Regions from separate parts of the Xenopus tropicalis genome. Here region 2 is linked to region 1. The links are chromatin contacts, called in public Hi-C maps. All regions are on one chromosome and are shown on one strand. Each heading gives the region's core, a stretch centred on a gene start, on an enhancer-like site or on the middle of the called end of the contact. The rest is flanking DNA. Distances are from core to core; before and after follow the strand shown. Region 1 holds the start of foxc2 (forkhead box C2). Region 2 has its middle 170 kb from the start of foxl1.

The links. Hi-C and Micro-C count contacts between places; a contact is called where the count stands out from the background.
Region 2: a Hi-C map of neurula embryo shows a contact between it and region 1, with 3 times the contacts expected there. The contact joins the enhancer-like site here to the promoter of foxc2 in region 1. A contact is called at or near these places in 2 of 5 Hi-C or Micro-C datasets (gastrula embryo and neurula embryo).

Annotation. Positions count from the first base shown.
Region 1 is chr4:61,558,231-61,562,486 of UCB_Xtro_10.0, forward strand. foxc2 (forkhead box C2) reads left to right here and starts at 2,168. Exons shown (of 1, transcript NM_213692.1): 1 at 2,168-4,256. The coding sequence starts at 2,419. The coding sequence ends at 3,810.
Region 2 is chr4:61,749,519-61,753,774 of UCB_Xtro_10.0, forward strand. No RefSeq gene overlaps it. Among named protein-coding and RNA genes, the nearest start is that of foxl1, 170 kb to the left of the region's middle. Within about 2 kb of position 2,248, at least 4 of the 11 cell types and tissues checked have an H3K27ac peak or open chromatin away from gene starts, as enhancers often do. A contact at or near this core is called in neurula embryo, where this site is marked.

The DNA.
Region 1 (4,256 bases), core at 918-3,417:
TTTGACTTTAACCTAAATCCTTTATAGGAATGGCTTTCTTTTGTTATATATTTTCTTTTTATATAAGCTATTTAGGTCCACACATACACTGGTGACTGTGCCTGTGTTTTTTTAGACTAAAAGAAAAATATTTCCAGGAACCGCTGAAACACAGATAATTTCATGCGCCCTTTCCCCTACAATGTTTGGAAAAAAACCTTCATATTTCTGCTTTAACATCGCAGTATGGTATCTCATAAAAGCAGCCTAGTCTCACTGTCTCTTTGATGTTCTGTAGGCATGTTCCGCATAAAACCTCTGCTTGTAATGTAAGCCCCCAAAATCTATTCTAGGTACCCTTAAATCAAGCTATACACAACAATGGAACATCACCATAGACAATAGTGGAATCTGCTTGTTCTACTATATCTCCAATAATGAATATTTGCCAAGTGAGAATTAGTAGGTGTGGATGATTGCCGACCGACTGAGCTATATTTGAAAAAAACTGTCCAAGAGCAAAAAAATGATCAAATAATTCATGATCTTGAGTTTCCCTTCCTTGGCGACTTTTGTGGCAGAGCTATACCTGATAATATGACTTCTGTGTCCCACATACTAAAATGTGCGCTGGCGACAGTGTAAAATAAATGGTCTGCTCTGCATTTTATACTAATTCAATTAAATGCTACAGCACTCCTCCACCCTTTCATTTCAGAGTGTGAATTCCCAACAGCTAATCCCGAAAATGTCTCTCAGATGTGAAGAAAGAATGTGTCACATTAAATAAACAGGGCTATCTTATAGGGAGGGCTGGGGGGTAATGAAAGTGTAATAAAAAGCAATTGCTGTTTTACAGCCACAAAAGGCTGCAGTCATGTATTCAATTTGAAGGATGAAATATTGGCCTTTAAACAATCTTCGTGTTTAATTAATATGTACCCAGCTTTGCATTATTGACAAAATGTAGACTTATATCTATCTTTAAAAACTCTTGAAAACTAATTAACAAAAAGAAGGTTCGATTTAGGTCATATTATTGCTGATTGACCCTCTGGATATCGGTTTAGAGAAGCGACAGTTTCCAGTTTTGACAATTTGCTTCCAAATTAGCTGTATATTATTAACATATTCTAGCCCTGCGGATCTGTGTGAAATGCTGAGCGTTTGTTACTATACCAGATTGTGATACTGTGCCTATTCTGTGAATCCAAACAACTTTCAATCGCTGTCAGTTCTTCTTTGCATTCTCATGGCTTCTCCATTCTGCATAAACGAATTAGCATTTAACCAGCATGCTCCGCTAATTAACTGTATCTGATTACCTCTAACGAAGCCAGTGAACTTTTCCTCTCTGTTTGAAGCAAAATAAATATTGGATTCGAAACACTTCATATCGAAATTCAGTAAGGATTGATGGTAAAATATATTTAAATCGATTTTTTTCTTTCTATGCACTTCCAAAAATCAAGCAAACAATACAGCCACATGCAACAGTGTATTGATTCTAACGAAAAAATCAACCGAAGTATTAGTTATTTAGGAATTTACACGAAAAAAAGGCAAACTTGTTTTATTCTGAAAATTCCACATCTGGCTCTGTGACACCACATTAGAACTCTACATGGCAGTCGTTTAAAACGAGTGAACATTTATCCACAATGATATTTCGAATGGAATTGGTAGAATTAGTATATATAAAAAGCGCTGGAATGATAATTCGACTTACGTGCAATGTATTTATTCCAGTGTTACACACTATTGCTGCGTATATATTAGTTATCATGTATTTCCAAAATTACAAGGTAATTAAGTTTGGGAAATTTCCAAAGCTTACAAATAAAATGCACAAGTTAAATGTAATCCATTGTGAGCATAATATTACATGGACTTTTGTATTCTAAAATATTTCATTAATAGTTTTTAAGATGACAGATTAAAACTTTAACTGCGTGCCTGTATGTTTAAAACTCCGAGCAGCTACAATTTACGCCGACCATATTTGGGTGAGTTTAAAAAAAAAAAAAAATAAATGAGCAAGAAGCCTGTGTAAATTCCTATAGAAACGGAGCGCGATGATTGGGCGGCTCTGCGGATTCCTGCACTCTGATTGGTAATAAGTTTTGGGAGGGGGCGTGCCCTGCTGGGAGTAAAAGCTTAGCTCGCTGAAAAAAGTTAGCGAAGTTCTCCGTTGCCTAAAAACCTGTGGCTGCCGAGTGGGAATCTGAGGAGCGGGGAGAAGTGGCCGGCCTGCTGGCGTTGGGTTCCCTGCCTCTGCCCCTACAAATACCTTGCAGTGTGTGGGAAGAGGATGCCAGACTGCAGCTGATACCCGCCTGCTCTGTGCCGACTGTGCTGCCTTCATCGTACCGTGCCCCCCTACATCTGCCGGACCCTCACTGACTGCTGCCCCCGGCACTCACCACTTCAGCACCAATGATGCAGGCGCGTTACTCCGTGGCAGACCCCAATGCTTTAGGGGTAGTGCCCTACCTGAGCGAACAGAACTACTACAGGGCTGCGGGCACCTATGGCAGCATGGCCACCCCTATGAGCGTGTACCCGGCCCATGAGCAGTACACTCCGGGCATGGCAAGATCCTATGGGCCTTACCACCACCATCAACCGGCAGCGCCCAAGGACCTGGTGAAGCCGCCTTACAGTTATATAGCCCTTATCACCATGGCCATCCAGAACGCCCCCGACAAGAAGATCACCCTAAATGGGATCTACCAGTTCATCATGGATCGCTTCCCTTTCTACCGGGAGAATAAGCAGGGCTGGCAGAACAGCATCAGGCACAACCTGTCGCTCAATGAGTGCTTTGTCAAGGTGCCCAGGGACGACAAGAAGCCAGGGAAGGGCAGCTACTGGACCCTGGACCCGGACTCGTACAACATGTTTGAGAATGGCAGTTTCCTCAGGAGGAGGAGGAGGTTCAAGAAGAAAGACGTGAGCCGGGAGAAGGAAGATCGGATCCTTAAGGATCAGGGCAAAGTGCAAGGCCCCATCCCCAGCCTGGAGCTGCCAAAGCACGACAAGAAGATTGTCATCAAGAGCGAGTCCCCCGAGCTGCCAGTCATCACCAAAGTGGAGAACCTGAGCCCCGATGGCGGCAGTGCCATGCAGGACAGCCCCCGCAGTGTGGCCTCCACTCCCTCTGTCTCCACTGAGAACTCCATCCCTGATCAGCACCCGGCCAGCAATGGCTTCAGTGTGGAGAATATCATGACCCTTAGGACTTCTCCCCATGGCGACCTGAGCCCGGTACCTGCTGTTCCCTGCCGGACTGGCATGGTGCCCTCTCTGCCCATTAACTACACCCAGACGCAGAGCTCTGTTTATAGCCAGGCCTGCACCCAAAGTATGGACACTAGTGGGAGCTACCAGTGTAGCATGAGAGCTATGAGTTTGTATACAGGTGACAGACCGAGCCACATGTGCGCTCCATCTACCTTGGAGGAGGCCACCTCAGATCATCACAATGGGACAGCTTCCCCTTTAAACTCCATGAGCCTGGGTTCCGGCCAGGAGAGTGTGCTGACCTCTAGCCATCATCAGCAAACTGCCACTGGGGGACAGACTGCTGCACCCTGGTACCTCAATCCCGGCGCAGACATTAGTCACCTCTCTGGGCACAACTTTGGCTCCCAACAGCAGACTTTTCCCAACGTTAGAGAGATGTTCAACTCTCACCGGCTTGGGATTGAAAGCTCAGCCCTCAGTGAGCACCAGGTGAGCGGTAACACAAGCTGTCAGATCCCTTATAGATCAGCGCCCTCCATATACCGCCACAGCAGCCCTTATGCCTACGACTGCACTAAGTACTGACTGCTGGGGACTGCTTTACTGTGACTGCAACTAATCACTCTGGGCTGCAATGTGGATTGGCTTACTGAGTAGCATGGAAAAACTGACCAGCAATGACAATGGTAAAAACCAGAACATATAGAACTACATATATATGTGTGTGTGCGTGTATATATATATATGTATTTATATGCATATATATATATGTGTACACACAAAGCTTTCACAAGTACAATCTACTTGAAGTATTTAGAGAGGAATTTAGAGAACAAGTCAAGCTTGTCCTTGGTAATAGGATCTAGGAAATAAATTATATGGACCAACATTGTAGCAACTATCTTTGTACAGTTTTATTGTTTCTAAGTTTTGTGTTAAGTCATGGGAGTATATTAAAATATCTCATTTTTTATGTATGTGGTGTGAAACAGGCGGATATACAGATCCCTATATTATAATATTTAAAGTTG
Region 2 (4,256 bases), core at 998-3,497, 190 kb after region 1:
TCATTGCTATCATGTGAATCAGATGCAATCCTTTTCAAAATTGCAGTTCATTTTTGGCACTTGATGTGTGAGTGAGGTGTGCACCCTAATCTTTTCACAGAACTGCACTGTGATTGATGCAGGCCAATGCTGGAAACCTGAAGAAGCTGCCTGGTTTGGAGGTGGCAGTAGCTCTAGCATTCCCCTGCATCAATAGAAGCAACTGCACCCAATTTCAAACAAGAAGTATGGTGGACTAAGCGGTTTCAAGCAACTATACAGAAATACAAGAAGTGCCTTTTGTCCAAAGTATCATTAAATGGATTCTGTCGTGATTTTAATGATATCGTTTTCATTACTAAATAATACTGTGTACATAGCACATAATTCATTCTATAATTTAAAATGTTATTACTAAACTCATAAATGTATTCTTATTTAATTGTAATATTGGTGTATAGGCAGCCATGTGCATTGTGCCTGATACTGTGCTTTTAGAAAGTGCCATCATTTCACAAAGGAAATGCTTTCAGATAAGCAATTGTTTCTCCTACTTAATGTAACTGGAGGAGTCACGACTAGCATGAGCCGGACTTGTATTTTTGCTATTGATTGCTATTGTCATATTTACCTCTAGGTGCATGGGAGCATTTTTAGCAATACAGGTGTTTGGTAGCTGTTATGTTGCTACCTTTCCATTGTTCTGCCGATTGCCTGCTGGAGGGAAAAGGGAGGGGTGATATCACTCCAACTTGCAGTGGAGCAGTAAAGTTTGACTGAAATTTATCAGAGCACGAGTCACATGAACAAAGGCACCTAAAAAAACTAAGAATATGTCTACCCCCAAGTTAGATTTAAATGCAGAATTAACAGCAGGTCCACGTGGATAATTCCAGGGTTTCCATTCCCTTGTGTCAGCTCGTAAGGCGTATATTTATCATTCTGTGTAAAAAGTGGAGTGAAGCATTACCGGTGATGTTGCTCAGGGCAACCAATCAGCAATTAGAATTAAACTGTTAGAAAGCCAAAGCAAAGCATCTGATTGGCTGCTATGAGCAACAACACTGATAATGTTTTACTCCACTTCTTACACAGCATGATAAATATACCTCTAAGTCAGTTAGTACAGTTAGTAATTAGTTCATCACAACAGAGCATGTATGTTATAATGCATAACTTGCATCAGACAGCAATAGCAAAAATGTTATTATTGTATCACAATTTCATGGTATTCCTATTTATTTCCTGAATAAAACTAGCATGGCAAGATTCACTTGTGCCATGTTAGCATATTGTTGTCCAAGGGGCATACCAATGGTGCCACTGGCCATAATATTACATGGTTTCCCCACAAACCTTACAAGTAGCATTTTCTTGCTTGGCTGCTTGACATCTGAATGACATACCCCACCCCATTATTTATCTATCTATGAAAGAACAAATTATTTTGATCACATACACAGGCCAGAGGACTGCTGACTGATGGGCAGCCCATGTGGTAACCAATATTTAGCTTGGTATGGGCAGATCAAGGTTCAAATTCCACAATCTTTTTATTATACCCCGTTTTGTTATGCAAAGCAGCTATAAAGTTTATGAAAAATGGCAATGAAATAGGAAAACTTCTGAGCTATTTATATATTTGACTTAAAACCTTTAAACTGGTTGATTGAATAGATGTAAAATGAGTGCTGAGGGAAGATATTTAACAAGGGAATTTTATAGGCTTGCTTAGTGCTGCTCAGAAACTCTTCCAGGCACATATTTATCAGCAATGCCTGATGAGCACAGCACATTTCCAACATACTGACCCAGGGATGGAACCAGAGGTCTTAATGTGACTCCAGCATTATGTGATCCTACTGAGCCTCTCACTATAAAAGCAGAGAATATGAAAGAAATGAGAATATACTTATGTACATTTGGGGATTTGCAGATTGACAGTTCTCTTTTATTGTTTGGTTCGATATTAGCCATTAAACATTTACTGCCTATTTCCCTAGCATCTCTAGTGTGGGCAGAAGGAAATATTCAAACAAATTGCACAGCAGCTGTAATGCTTCACACTGTACAGGGCTGCGGTCATGTAAAACATGTGAAATAGTAGAATGAAGGACAGGCTAATTTCTCTAGGCGATCTCCCACGACAATTCAGCCTGCCATCTAAGATCTAAAACCCATAAAGTTATATTGCTCAGACAGTACCACTATCTCTCTTTCTCTGTCCACCCACAATGTCCTGTGCTTGATAGGGCCCTTTTTCACTCAGCATCCCTCACGTCCCTCCCACTGTTCCCATACAATTTCACATGTGGTCTGAGAGGGGCATTTCCTGCCGTTAAGAAAAGCAAAACCAAGAGCCCAGCAGAAAAAAAAAAAAAAAGGCTGGATGCAGAACACCCAAGAAGACACAGTGTGAGAGAGAGAGCCCTAATCCATTCCATATGACTAACTGCCGAGGCCTAGAAAGCCAGGCCAAACACTGATTGGGATACAGAACAAGCCTTTTTTTTTCTAAGTGGACACTTCAAAACACTACAAAAATGTTCCAAAGAGCGTGCCCCTAAATTTTCACTGAGATTACTTGGCCTGCTCTGCAAACTCCTTTCCCTGCTCTAACAATAAACTATAGATTGCATTAATGCAAGTGCAGCTTAAGCAAATTCCATTGGTCTTCAGCATACTCCCAAGAGTGGATTCTTTCAGTAGTTGTGTTACTGTCCTATTTTGTTTTAGTCAGGATACGGTGCATGCTATTTCTTTCTGCATATTTATAAGTAAGTTACAGATTTACAGAAAAGTCACTAAAAGGAACTTTTAGGCCTCATTTATAAAGACAGAGGCAAACATACAATGTGCTAAGAATTGGTGTTGACTTTGCATGTTGCTCCATGGGTTGCGCTTTTAAGTTGCTGTACTCAGAGTGTTTGGAAGTGTCATTGTCCCCAGGAATGCCCCCTAGCTTGTGTACATTTAAACAAGGGAATATCAGGAGTCGCAAGGTACAGGAGATCCATGAACTTACTGTCAGTCTACAGGGCTATGCATGCTACAGGCTATGCATCTTTCACTAGAGTTTCAGTCTAGCACAAGGAGCACAACACATTGTGCTGGACCAAATGGGCACTAGGGCTGCCATTTGGACCCTTGCTTCCAGGCAGTAGTAAATGAACACACTGTTTGCTTACTTTTTTTCAATTAAGAAATACCTATGTTTTCTGTCACTTCTGCCACTAAACAAGAATATGAAGCTCATTTACTTTAGCACTTTTTGGCACTTCTTGACCCAAAGAACATCAGAGGAGCTGACAAAATGAATTACCAGTCCACTAAGATGCCCTCTGACAATGAACTGCTCAAAGGCTCCCTAGAAAAGGGAGGGGTAGATAGGGAGCTCTGAACAAATTACTCACTTTAGTCAGTTTTCCTCCAGGCTTTAAGTATTTTAAAGTTATTTAGAATTACGGCTTGTTTTACTGTGCTAGAGATTTTGGGTGGAGGAACCCTTTAAGTGGCTAGTATCAAGGGGGGGGGGGTGGCCTGAGTGTAGGACCTGGCAGGCATGGTAAACAGGGAGGAAGTTCCATTGCAGCTGAGGTCATGGGAGGCTTGAGAACTTGGTGGGAGGTATGTTAACTAGGTTAGGGGAAATGGGATTAAGAAACTGTACAGGGGTCAGGCTGGAAAAGTCCTTAGTTTGGGGGTGTAAAAAATTCTTGGTTGTTTATTATACAAACTGTTATACATGGATGCATTATTACATAATGGTTACATTTACAATGTTGTTTATATATTATAAGGAGTTTGGTGCAATTCTAGATTAGCAACCTGAAAGACTGTGTACTCAAGCTTCCCGAATTACCTGCCCAGTGTTCAATACAACAGTATACTAGTGTACTCAGTGTAAAGAGTGGGTAAGGCCCATGGATGAGCTGGAAGAGGGGCACACAATACTGTCTCTGGCATCTACAATTCACTTAAATTGAAGACACCAGAGAGCTCCACTACTGGCAGTTTTCAGCCCAAAAAAAGCATGTTAGAACATTTTTGACAATTAAATCCCCAGTACAGACAAACCAACCTGTGTATGCCATAGCCCTAAAGGCTATATATATTGCAGCAAAACTTGGTACTTGGTTTAACGGTTGATTTATTTAAACCATTCATGTTTTGAAAAGCTCTGCAAGCATTTTAGCATTTTTTTCAGCCATGTAAATAAACATAAATATGCAGATTCACCTCTAAAAATAAACCTAATTGGGACACAAGAAGATTTT